Linked DNA regions of Sus scrofa: all the other regions are linked to region 3. A link is a contact called in public HiChIP or PLAC-seq data. All regions are on one chromosome and are shown on one strand. Each heading gives the region's core, a stretch centred on a gene start, on an enhancer-like site or on the middle of the called end of the contact. The rest is flanking DNA. Distances are from core to core; before and after follow the strand shown.

Region 1 (3,766 bases), core at 741-3,240, 320 kb before region 3:
TACCATGGTCCAGAAATCCCTGGAGAGGTCAGCTGTGGGCAGGAAGCGCAGCCATGCACCAGGGTACTCTAGAACTGCTAGTAAGTGACTAGTGAACTGAACAAGCAAGATCCTGGCTAAAGTTGGGGTTATTTTTATTATTTATTTATTTATTTATTTATTTTATTCTCAGAAGCAGTCAAATTCCAGTATTTCTAGAAATATCCAAACCAGCCAAATTCCAGTAGCGAGGTAGATAGATAGATGGAGACACCCAAAGTATTTGCAATAGAATTTGACTCCTACTCATTTCTGTAAAAGCCTGTCAAAGAAACAACTGTTGTCACCCATCAGCAGAATACTAGTCTATCCCCTTTTGGTAACATTCTACCTCTATTGATATTTCTGTCAACACCACTGTCATCAGTACAACAAAAGATGTTTTACAATGGTAATAAGCAGTACCAGGAACCATAAGTATACAAAAACAATTCAGCATTCTTCAGGCTCAGGAAATAATAGTTGGATGTTCTAGCAGTCCCTAATATGACATATATCATCAATTGAACTCAAAAAATTAGATTGGGAAAAATAACATCAGTCTTAAGACAATCTACTAAATTTCTGTTTTGGGATTAATATTAATAAGCTGATGATATTATTATACATACCCAAACCAGATGTGCAAGGATATCTAGCCCATTCTTTTATTTGACTCTTATTTATAATTCTGTCTTGCAATATTGTTACGTGTTAATTACAATAAAAACTCCATTAGTATTTCCATTATGAGTGTCATTATATGAAAAGAATAAATGAGGCTGGATCCTTATCTTGAAATGCAAAGTATAGAGTTTATTTTGGAAATGAAGGAAGCACTGATATTATTATTATTATTATTTTTTTTTGTCTTTTTGCTATTTCTTTGGGCCGCTCCCGAGGCATATGGAGGTTCCCAGGCTAGGGGTCTTATCGGAGCTGTAGCCGCTGGCCTACGCCAGAGCCACAGCAACGTGGGTTCCGAGCCGCGTCTGCAACCTACACCGCAGCTCACGGCAACGCTGGATCGTTAACCCACTGAGCAAGAGCAAGGACCGAACCCGCAACCTCATGGTTCCTAGTCGGATTCGCTAACCACTGCGCCACGACGGGAACTCCAGCACTGATATTATTAATGAAGAAAACAAAACAATAATTATATGACCACAAAGAGTAACCAGGATCCTGATCCCTGAACAAACCAATTGTTTGTTCTTTCCTGAAATGACATTATACTGCCCTGACTCACCCTTGAGTTAGAATAGATTCAATGGCGAAAGTACTCGTATATTCTAGGAGTTCTCATCGTGGCACAGCAGAAATGAATCCGACTAGGAACCATGCGGTTGCGAGTTCGATCCTTGGCCTTGCTCCATGGGTTAAGGATCTGGTGTTGCTGTGAGCTGTGGTGTAGGTTGCAGACACTGCTTGGATCTGGTTTTGATGTAGCTGTGGCATAATAGATCGGCAGCTGTAGTTCTGATTCAACCGCTAGCCTGGGAACCTTCATATGCTGCAGGTATGGCCCTAAAAAGCAAACAAACAACAACAAAACAAAACAAAACAAAAAGAAACAAAAAAACCCAACTCATATATTCTATATGTGGATAAAAACCTTTATGAAGTCATCTAAATGCATGTCTACACATTAAGAAATTAACTCCCTTAGAAAAGGCACTTGTTTATTAATACTGAAAATAAGAACACGTGCTAAATATATGGGTTTGACCCACTAGGGAAATGGGAAGTAAATTCCCAAGCAGCCTTAGGTCTGGGTCTGGGGCACCTTTACTTGTCCACCTGCAGAGATAACTGGATCCTTTGCAGATTCCAGGAAGGCAGGTAGTGATGTGCTGGCTGATGTCAGCCAAACACACTTGCCCTGGACAGAGCCATGGAAAAGACAAGTGGTCTGGACCTTAAACTGTGTCAGATAAGACATACCAGGGGATAAATACTGCAACTATAAATACAGCTCAAGGAACTGGATCGTTTTTCAGGCTGTTGAATTTTAAATGCCTGCCAAGCAGGGTGTAATATCTGGGACTCTCTATTTTTGCAACTCTGCTGCAAGAAATGGCTAAAGTCCAATTAATTTAACCAAGAAAATCTGGGAAGTGAGGTCCAGAAGAGTTAAATCGTCTGATCCAAGTTTAGAATTGTAATTAGTTTTACAAATTTTAGGATGCTGTTTGGAGGAAATTCGATTTAAACCTAAGTTTTAGTTAAGCCCACAATGATAGACTAAAGAAATATTGGGCACACTAAAGACAGCTGAATATTGATTAATTTCGCTATTGCAGTTGTAAGAGTCAGACCACTTAGATATATGAATTGCATCAAGTTTTCTGACTGGCCATGGGGAGGGAGGATAATTCAGAAAGTTGAAGACAGCAGGGAAATCCCCTCTTCTAAATAAAATCAAACGAAACAAAACCCTACGAAGCTTTAGTGCAAACAAATGCTGCATTATTTAGATTTTGTTGATTATAAGCGACAGAAACCAAATTTACATGGCTTCTGCAGCCAAAAGGGATTTAGTGGCTTACATAACTGAAAAAGTGCAAGGATAGCATAGCTTCAGGCATGGCTGGATACAGGTGTTTAAACAGGGCCATCCAGACTTGATGTCTCTATCTCTCCTATCTGCTCTGGTTGGCTTTGCTCCCAAGCAGTCTCTTTCCATGAGCTATACCTCTGCAGCCCCAGACTTATATTCTCTCAGCTTTAAGTTCTGCAGAAAGAGGACTTATATAGCTGCTTCCCGGTTTTTCAGTTTTAAGAATTAACAAGGGATTTCCTACTCTGGGTCCGTACTTTGTAGGGCCCAGAGTAGTTTTCAGTCAGAGCTCACACCTGAGACGTGGAAAATTATGATTATTTTCTCATTTCTGCATGAGTTATTTTTCCCGTTGTTTGGAATTTTACCGAGTCTCTTTAGTTTATGAAATCGATGGTGTACTAATCACAAATCTGAGACTTCCGTCTGAGTAAGTATCCTTTCATTGTGTTCAATCACATTAGTCTTTTGTCATCTCTATCATCCTGAAGAACTTTTTCAATTCCAACCTAGATCAGTTGCTTAATAGGCCTATGGCACAACTTTGGTCCTGGGCTCTTCCTTCCCCCATGATATATGTGTTAGAGACCTTCTCTTTCTCTGTCATTGTTTACTGCTTTACTTTATAGAGCACATCCGGCAGGTGCTGCTTGAGAAAGGCTGTCTGGAGAGATACATTGTTTTTCAGACTTTGTCTAAAATATCTTTATTCGACACTTATACTTTGTTAATTTGGTTGAATAAAGTTCTGCCTTGGAAATAGCTTCGCAGTAAAGTTTTGAAGGTATTGCTTCCCTGTTTTCTAGCTCTCAGCATAGCTGTTGAAAAATCTGATGCCATTCTGAGTTTTGTTCCAACATCTCTCTCTCTTTCTCATCACTTATAGGATCTCCTTGTCCTCAGCATTTTGGAATTTTATGGTGCTCTGCCTTGGTGCTGGTACACATTCATTCGTTGTACTCAACGGGACCTTTCAGACTGGAAATCCATATCCTTCAGCTCTGAAAAGTTATCTTGACCTATTTCTTTGATGATTTTCTCCTTACAGTTCTCTCTGCCTTTCGCAGGAAGTCATAAATTCAGATGTTGAACCTCTTGATGTGGTCTTTCAATTTTATTTTTCTTCTCTATTTTTTAATTTCTTTCTAAGTTTATTCTGTGTCTTAGAAAAATGTCTTCAATTTTATC
Region 2 (3,861 bases), core at 17-2,516, 370 kb before region 3:
ATCCCTGGAAAACCCATGAAGACATTTCGTAGCATCTGAACTGCGCGTGGCTTCTGGTGATCACTTGGGGCCATCCTCGGCAGTTCAGAAATCTCTGGCATGGACACTAAGAGATGGGTAGCATCAGACATTAGGAAGCACTTCAGAGAGTTTTCAGAAGGCAGGTTTTTCATACCAGTGGGAGAGCCTAATGTTTCATGATAGTCCCAGGGACAAGGTGTTAAAATAAATTCCAGTTTGTGCATGGGTAAGGGGAGCAAGGAAGGAAGGGAGGAGGAGAAGGAAGAGGGGGAGCGGGGAGGATTAAAGCAGACTCAAAAGCAGAAGTATCCTCACTGCCTTCCCTGAAGAAAGTGTACTGAGGGCACGGTGACACTGACATTTTTATAGGCACTCAGAAGGACAGGTTTTTTCCCTGCTGAGGATTGAGGTTCTGTGGTCTAGGGAGCCAGTTATTCAGGTGTGGCCCATCTCAATTTTGTTGGCAGATGGTCCTGCAGAGTACCTAAATCTCTGACCGACACGGTGACATAATACTTTTCATCACTTTGGAGTATTCAGTCTGTTCATTTTTTCACAGGCGAAGAGCTACAGGGTTCCATCACTGCATCCTTGTTCTAACAGATTTTTCTTAATCTGTCATTCATCTTTCTTCACTTAGTTTCTTAACTGTATCATAGGTGCAAATACAGCCAGTGGCCTCTCAGTAAGGCTAATAATCAAGTTGATGATATTTGTGTGCTGGGTAAATGAAAAAGCATGGTCAGAGTTATTAGACATTATGAAAAGAAAAAAATGAAACATATGATATAGAAAAATCTTTGGAACTTCCATTCAATAACCAGATTGTCTGAATTCAAACCAATTTCCTGGTCACTTTGCTTTTCCTCAGCAAATATCAAGCTTTTATATGCCAGAGAATGTGCTAAGCTTTTAACACATGTTTTCTCATTTAAATCATATATAGCTCTGTAAAGAAGATATTTTTCCCCCCATTTTACAGATGAGAAAATTAAGGCTAAGAATAGTTAAGTAACTTGCCAGGGGTCACATGGCTAGTGAGGGTAGAACTGAGAATTGATCCCAGGCAGCCTGGGTTCAGAACCCAAGCCCCTAAGTTCTGTGCTATCCCACACCCCCTGTTTATATAGATAGATAAGTGTGGTGCCTTCATTTTTCTGAACAAACTCCTTGTGACCTTCCTCAGTATGACCCATTTCCTCTCCCCTAAATATAGCAAGTCATGCCATGCCGTGGCTCTCATGTTTCTCTGTCACACAGAGTAGCAATGCCTGATGAGTGTAATAGTAGAAGGGCTGTAGTGGCCCAGGAGCTTAAGGAGCGTGTGAAAACCTCCCTTCAGAAGCTTGCCCAGAGTTGCCATTGAGACCTCGTGCGCTTTGGGGGGACAGTGAGTTCATGAATGGAGTCAAGTTACCTGCTTTAATACCAACAGAAGTGCAGTGCCTTTGTGAGGACTGCTGAGATGGGTAGCAGCCTTCTGCTGACTTTAGGATATTTCCTGGCATCTGTTCAAGCGTAAGCTGATTGCAAAGCCTGCTGGAGTTACAGTTCATACTAAAGGCAGAGTAGATAACAGGTACATATAATACTTTCTCCACGTTGCGCCTCCATATTCCTTGAAGGGGAGGAGTAAGAAAGGACCGAAGTGAAAGACTATCTAAAAAATTCATTCACTCCCTCAGTCAGTCTGTGGTCTATACACAGACAAACATTTCTTGAGTGCCTGTTCTGTGTGCCAGTCCCTGAACCAAACACTGGATAAACCAAAGGAAGCAAAACAAATATGTTCCTAACTTCTTGGAACCTAAAGTCTAGCGAAGGAAGATAGAAGATTAAAAGGGAAATGCATACTTGGATACATAAGCAGATATACATATCACTGTGAAAAGTGCCAAGCAGCTCAAGACTTTGTTCCCCAATGAGGTTCAGAGTGAAAATTAAGTAACTCCATTGACAGGTGAGTGTTGTAGCTCTCGCCCAGGATGTCATCCCTCCTTAGTCCACACATGATCATCTCCATGTTTTCTCTGGCTTTTGACCAGTTAAAATTTGTCCAGACCTGACCCCCTTGCTATACAGTGGGAAAATAAATAAATATATTAAAAAAAATTTGTCCAGATTTACTGAGATATAATGGACATAATAATGTTGGTGTGAAGTTAAGGTGTACAGTGGGATGGTTCCATACATGTAGATATTGGAAAATGATTTCCACAATAAGGTAAGTTTACACTTCACAAGTTACTGTTGTTGTTTTTTTTTTTTTTTTTTCCTGATGAGAAAATTCAAAAACTACTCTCCCAGCACTTTCAAGTATGTAAGACAGTATTTTTAACTACAGTCACCCTGCTGTATATTATATCGCCAGAGTTTGTTTGTCTTATAACTGGAAGTTTGTCCCCTCTCGCTAATATCTCCCCATTTCCACCAACCCCTAGTCTCCTGAAACCACCATTCTCATCTCCCGTTTCTCTGAGTTCAGCCTTTTCAGATTCCACACATATGTGAGATCATGTAGTATTTGTCTTTCTCTATCTGACTTCACTTAGCATAATGCCTTCAAGGTCACCCATGTTGTTGCAAACGGCAGTTTCCTTCTTTTTTATGGATGAATTTTTATCACATTCAAAGTATACATTATACAACAATGTATAATGTATTATATACAATATCATTTATCACATGAAATATGTATATGTATATGTGTGTGTATATATATATATATGACATTTTTTATGCATTCATCTGTTGATGTATATTTAGGTTATTTCTATGTCTTGGCTATTGTAAATAACACATAACAACAATTTTAAGGGGCTCTGCCCTTCCTCCACTTTTACCCCATTCTCCTGTGTGGCTTCTGAAGTGACTAATAAAGTAAGCCTGGCTTCCCAGGAAGATGTCTGTCAGTCATGAACATGCCCATATCACTTAGTAAGCAACTTACCGACCTGCTTCATAGCTTTGAGCATGGAAGCAGCAAGAGAAAGGTCACCCAAAGAGGCAGCTGTGCATGTGTATTAACCACTCATCAAAATCAAATGACAAAACCATAAGCCAGGAAAACAGAAATTAAAAATATAAAAGGCAAATGTCTTCAAAATTTTATTTTTAAAGTCCAGCTGTTATTTGGCTTGAATATGATAAGACAGCATTTCTTGTTCACCATGATATTTATAAAACTACAAATTCATTGGTGCTGGGGGCTTAGGAAACATGTTTAAGGTCTTGCTATATTTTGGAGCATTTGGTGCCTTTATATGTATTAAGCAAACAAAATTCATTAGCTCCTATGTCGGGCATGTAGGAAGAGGGGCGTCAATTAGCTGAGTCTGTCACCATGTATTAAGAATGATGAACAGATGTTTAACTTTTTAAGGACTTTTCATATAGCATTTCCCCTTTCCTTGTTCTCCTTAGGCAAAAATACAATTCCTTTTTTTTATGAATTAAAAAATTTATTGGAGTATAGTTGACTCAACAATGTTGTATTAATTTCAGGTACACAGCAAAGTGAATCATTTTTACATATATGTATATTCATTCCTTTCCAAATTCTTTTCCCATATTGGTTATTAGACAGTATTGAGTAGAATATCCCCACTCTCCTAATTTCAAGCCTGCAAAGTATAGTAGAAAGGGCTTTGGTCTGGTTATTGGGAAATTTGGATTCAAGTTCCTTTGCTAAAGGAAGATAAAAAGTGACTAATGCCTCTGGGCTTAACTTTCTTTATCTTTTAAAAGTGGTACCTTGCATTCCATTATCTCTAGGCTCCCTCTAAATGCATGATTGTTATAAGGGTCTTCATGAAACACAGAGTATGTTTCTTATAAGAA
Region 3 (4,212 bases), core at 1,083-3,582:
ACTGCATATAAAATAGAAAAATAACAAGAATTTACCATATAGCATAAGGAACTATATTCAATATCTTGCAATAATTTATAATGGAAAAGAATCTGAAAAAATAAATGTAACTGAATTTTTGATGTACCCCTGAAATTAACACAATATTATAAATCAACTATGCTTCAATATAAAAACATTTCAAATTAAAAAAATAATAGGATCCACCTCAATTTTGAGCTGGGGATTAAGTGAGATAAAGCCTGAGAGTGGTTGGCACAAAGCTTATATTAAGTAATGGTCAAAAAATCTGCTAAGGCACAAACAAGAACTGGAGGGCAGAGTGCAGGCGCCCCTGGAGCCAGCTGGTGTCTCTGTGCCAACAGCTGCCTGAGTCCTTCTGCAGCTTACTTTTTTTTTTTAGTGAAACTTTTTAAGAAAGGAAAATGTACATAGGCAATTCATGTAGCTTGGGGAATTTTCTCAAAGTATACACACCCATGAAACTGATCCTCAGATCAAGAAAGTGTTCCTTACATGTGTTTCAGGTCAACATATAGTCTCCTTTGGCTAGGGTAACCCCTTTCTGACTTCTAACAAACTGGGCTAGTAGTGTTTGCACCTGAATTTTATATAAATGGAATCATACAATATATACCCTTTTGCGTTTGACTTCTTTCAGTCATCACTGTTTGTGAGCGCCATCCAAGATGTTATAGATAGTTGTAATTTATTTATCCTTACTGCATGCACTCTTCTATGAATAAACCATATATTTTTTTAATCCAAGCTATGGTTGACGGGTTTTTGTGCATGTCCAGTGCTTAATTACTAGGAACAGTGCTCCTCTACCAATCTTAAACGTGGCTTTTGACAAATGCATTTCTTTTGGTTATGTGTTAGATCAAATCAAATTAACTTGCCATTTTTGTAGATCAAAAACAGCCAAATGTTGGCAATTTCATCTGGTTCAATATAGTACTTAGGCACAGAAAAGTTGGGTCATGTGACAACCTTAGCTGATACTGCCAGGGCTTTGGCAAAGGGGTTGCACCAACCTATACTCCCACCAGTGGTGCATTAGTTTCCAATTTTACAGCTCTTTAAACAAAGGCTACCCAGGTCCCTCTGCTGAGTCATAGCTGCCAACATCTGTTCTTATGGGCCCTTTTGAATCATGAATTCACAGTATTCTCTGTGTTTACTTCCCCTTGGGAAGGTCTTTTGATGATTCTAACCCTGACTGAGCTGCATTTTAACATGTGAACAATGTGTCTTTACGGAGGACGGTTGTGATGGTGGCAAAAGGAATCAAACTGAGAGGACAAGGAACAAAGGTGGTTTTCCTCCAAAGATAACCTTGGAGAGCCTAAGCTTGATTGATATTAAAGACGGTGACCTCTTCCTACACCAATAATTTTCAATTTGTGCTCAGATAGGAAATAGGAAATGAGAGGACAGGAGATAAAGCTCTTTCCTCTTGCCCGCATCCAGAGAAACTAGATATTTCCAGGCTGTTGGAATTGATGTCCATCCACCAAATGGAGGCAGAGTGGGAGACTTTTCTCCCTGAGCTTCACGCTCTTGGGCCTGACAGCGCGCATTTATCCATTAACAGTAGGCTCAGTGCCCGGCGCCCCTGGTACCTTTAGGGAGGGACTCACAGAAACATTTTAAATTCCTTTAACATCAGGAGGAAAAAAAAAATTTAGGTTGAAAGAAATGTCATTTCATAATATTAATATATTCCTCTTTATATTAATGTAGTTTTAAGATTTTTTTTTAATTTTTAAAGATTTTATGGAGGAAATTGCCCATGGAGACAAAAGTGCCAACCAGGACTCATGAAGGTTGTAATGAAACTCTGGTGCCTGGATCAGACAACCCACTAGCTAAACTCAGCAGTGTGGATTATCCAGATCCATTGGCCCTCTCTGTTCTGTTTCCCTTGGAAATGTCTTTGGTAGTTCTTTCCCTGCCTCAGTCACGCCCCGAGGATAAGGAAAAGAGAACTGGGTGCATATTTGAGCCAAACACCAAAAAGGGTTCACAGGGAAATTCTTCATTTCACTTTATGGCAAAGAATAGGGTAGCATCTAGAGGTCCCCTAGATCTGCATCCAGAATTGGGGTGAAATCTTCAGACATCATGATCACACTCCCTGAGGGGAAAGGGAGTGGGGGTTCTGGTGAGGACAGGACTACGTAATTTTCCGGATCCCAGTATAGGCAGAGTGATGCCTGGACCTCAGGCCTGCTTTAGTTCCTATCTGTTTCCTCTTTCTTCTTCCTCCCTGCAACATACACATACCCAGAGACTAATTTGGGGGCTGGAATCTGAGACATCCAGATCTTATTTCTTCCAAACATGTCTCTGTTGGGCTGGCCTTCAAGGAAATATAGAATGATGAATAGCTGTTTGCTGGCTGGAGGAATTTGGAAAGGACAAGCTATTTAAAGCCCTGAGAAGAACAACCAGGTTGGGAGTGTATCTTGTGTGGTATGGGGTGGGGGTGGGGGTGGGATAAAAGTGTCATTTTGCAAAAGACTCATTATTCAAAATATGTCCAACATGGACCTGATCTATTTTATTTCTATATTTCTACTTCAATTAAAGCAGAGAGGGAGATGAACAGGAAACCAATTTAGAAGAGTGAAAAAGAAAGCAGAGAGATGGATGCAGTCAGGAAGCCATGATTCTCCATGCTGCTCTGCTACAAATTTGCTGAGTGATCCATGAAAAAGGATCCAAGCTCTCAGAACTTCAGTTTCTATGTCTTCGAAAAGAAGTGACGAGCTAATCCTGCAGGTCTTCTCTGGCTTTCAAATTTTAGCACATAGTAGGTGCTCCAACAGTAATTATGAGGGAGTGAGTGTTTGTGGCTGGACCAAGGTCACACAGGTGTGAAACCTGCCAGCGGAGGTGATAAGTGCCTCAACAATAGTGGCAAGTCCAGGAAGCTGAGCCCATCTGTAGACAGCATTTGCACCGCCATAAAAATAGCATAACAAGATGATATTGAAATATCCTACTATTTAACTTAATAATTTAAATGTTTGCCTAATGAGGTGGACTTGATTGGATTAGGGCATTCACAATTAATTTTGATAGATCATTTTACACATTGGTGTTGCATTCTTCTGAACCAGGAGGTGGAACGGAAGTGCAAAATGTTTACGTTCAAATGAGCATGTGATTTTGCAAAAAACATTAATCCCAGATCATGCACACTAAGTCAATTTCAGAAATGGCTTCTAGATATATTATTAGAAATTGCTCTTCAAATATAAAAAGCTTGTAATAGAGTTCTGTCCATTTTTCCTTTGGCTGATGGAAGTTGTTTTATAAATATGCCTATGATATGATGTTTTCTTCATCCAAGCCTTTTGGTACTAATTGCAACTTTTTAAACAGTGTAAGTAGTAGCTGTCATGAGCACTTTGAATCCTATTACAAATACCTATTTCTGAACAATTTCACGTTTAGGGAGGCATTCTTTCTTCAAATTTTTTAACTATGTTTTTCCCCTATTTTTTGAAAAGCACTTGAATTGGAAACTGTGCACCTCCCCCTCCCCCACTTTTTTAGTTAAGGGAATGATCGTGTTATGTAATAGGAAAGTGGCTCCAGTCCCCAACTTTATCTACCCCCTCAAAAATCAAAGAGCCAAGCGTGGTCACATCTGCCCTCAAAGTCAGGAATAAGCAAGGCAAATGACTTTGGGAAAGACAGATTGAAATGAGGCTAATCACTTCTATCCCAGAGATCCAGGAAAACACTTTCCTCAGTACCACCGCTGTCAGATCAGAATTCCATCTCTGTTTTTTATCAGAATGCTATCTGATGTAAGGTGTCCATGGGTAATATGCTTTTTGGAGAATTCTCTGTGTCTCAATACCCTCCTCTGAAAAAAGGAGATAAATTGCCCTAACCAGTGATAGATGAAGCTGTCAGCTGTGGAAACTTTTGGTGAGAGTAGGCAGTGGTAGAAGCAAAGCTTTGATACTGGCTGACCACGGATCAAATCCTGGCTTTGCTCTTATTAGCTGGATTAAATCCTGGCTCTGCTCTTATTAGCTGGTTCCCTTAGGAAAGTTACTGACCCTTTCTGAGACTCAAATGCTTCATTTAGGAAAGGGGGACAATCACACATATTGAGTGAAACATCATAATACATGTTATGAAAATTACATGCCACATCCCTGAAGCATGCTAGCAGCTCAGCTAATTTAG

Evidence for each region. HiChIP or PLAC-seq counts read pairs in DNA pulled down with a chosen protein or histone mark.
Region 1: an H3K27ac HiChIP or PLAC-seq map of skeletal muscle shows a contact between it and region 3. The contact joins two enhancer-like sites. A contact is called at or near these places in 2 of 47 Hi-C or Micro-C datasets (epiblast stem cells and skeletal muscle) and 1 of 2 datasets of contacts at active chromatin or transcription factors (skeletal muscle).
Region 2: a contact with region 3 is called in an H3K27ac HiChIP or PLAC-seq map of skeletal muscle. The contact joins two enhancer-like sites. A contact is called at or near these places in 1 of 47 Hi-C or Micro-C datasets (embryonic fibroblasts) and 1 of 2 datasets of contacts at active chromatin or transcription factors (skeletal muscle).

What each region holds. Positions count from the first base shown.
Region 1 is chr2:43,074,706-43,078,471 of Sscrofa11.1, forward strand. No RefSeq gene overlaps it. Among named protein-coding and RNA genes, the nearest start is that of SOX6, 630 kb to the left of the region's middle. Within about 2 kb of position 1,991, at least 1 of the 83 cell types and tissues checked has an H3K27ac peak or open chromatin away from gene starts, as enhancers often do. A contact at or near this core is called in skeletal muscle, where this site is marked.
Region 2 is chr2:43,024,830-43,028,690 of Sscrofa11.1, forward strand. All of the region lies in intron 15 of SOX6 (transcription factor SOX-6), which reads left to right. Among named protein-coding and RNA genes, the nearest start is that of SOX6, 580 kb to the left of the region's middle. Within about 2 kb of position 1,267, at least 2 of the 83 cell types and tissues checked have an H3K27ac peak or open chromatin away from gene starts, as enhancers often do. A contact at or near this core is called in skeletal muscle, where this site is marked.
Region 3 is chr2:43,392,494-43,396,705 of Sscrofa11.1, forward strand. No RefSeq gene overlaps it. Among named protein-coding and RNA genes, the nearest start is that of INSC, 620 kb to the right of the region's middle. Within about 2 kb of position 2,333, at least 5 of the 83 cell types and tissues checked have an H3K27ac peak or open chromatin away from gene starts, as enhancers often do. A contact at or near this core is called in skeletal muscle, where this site is marked.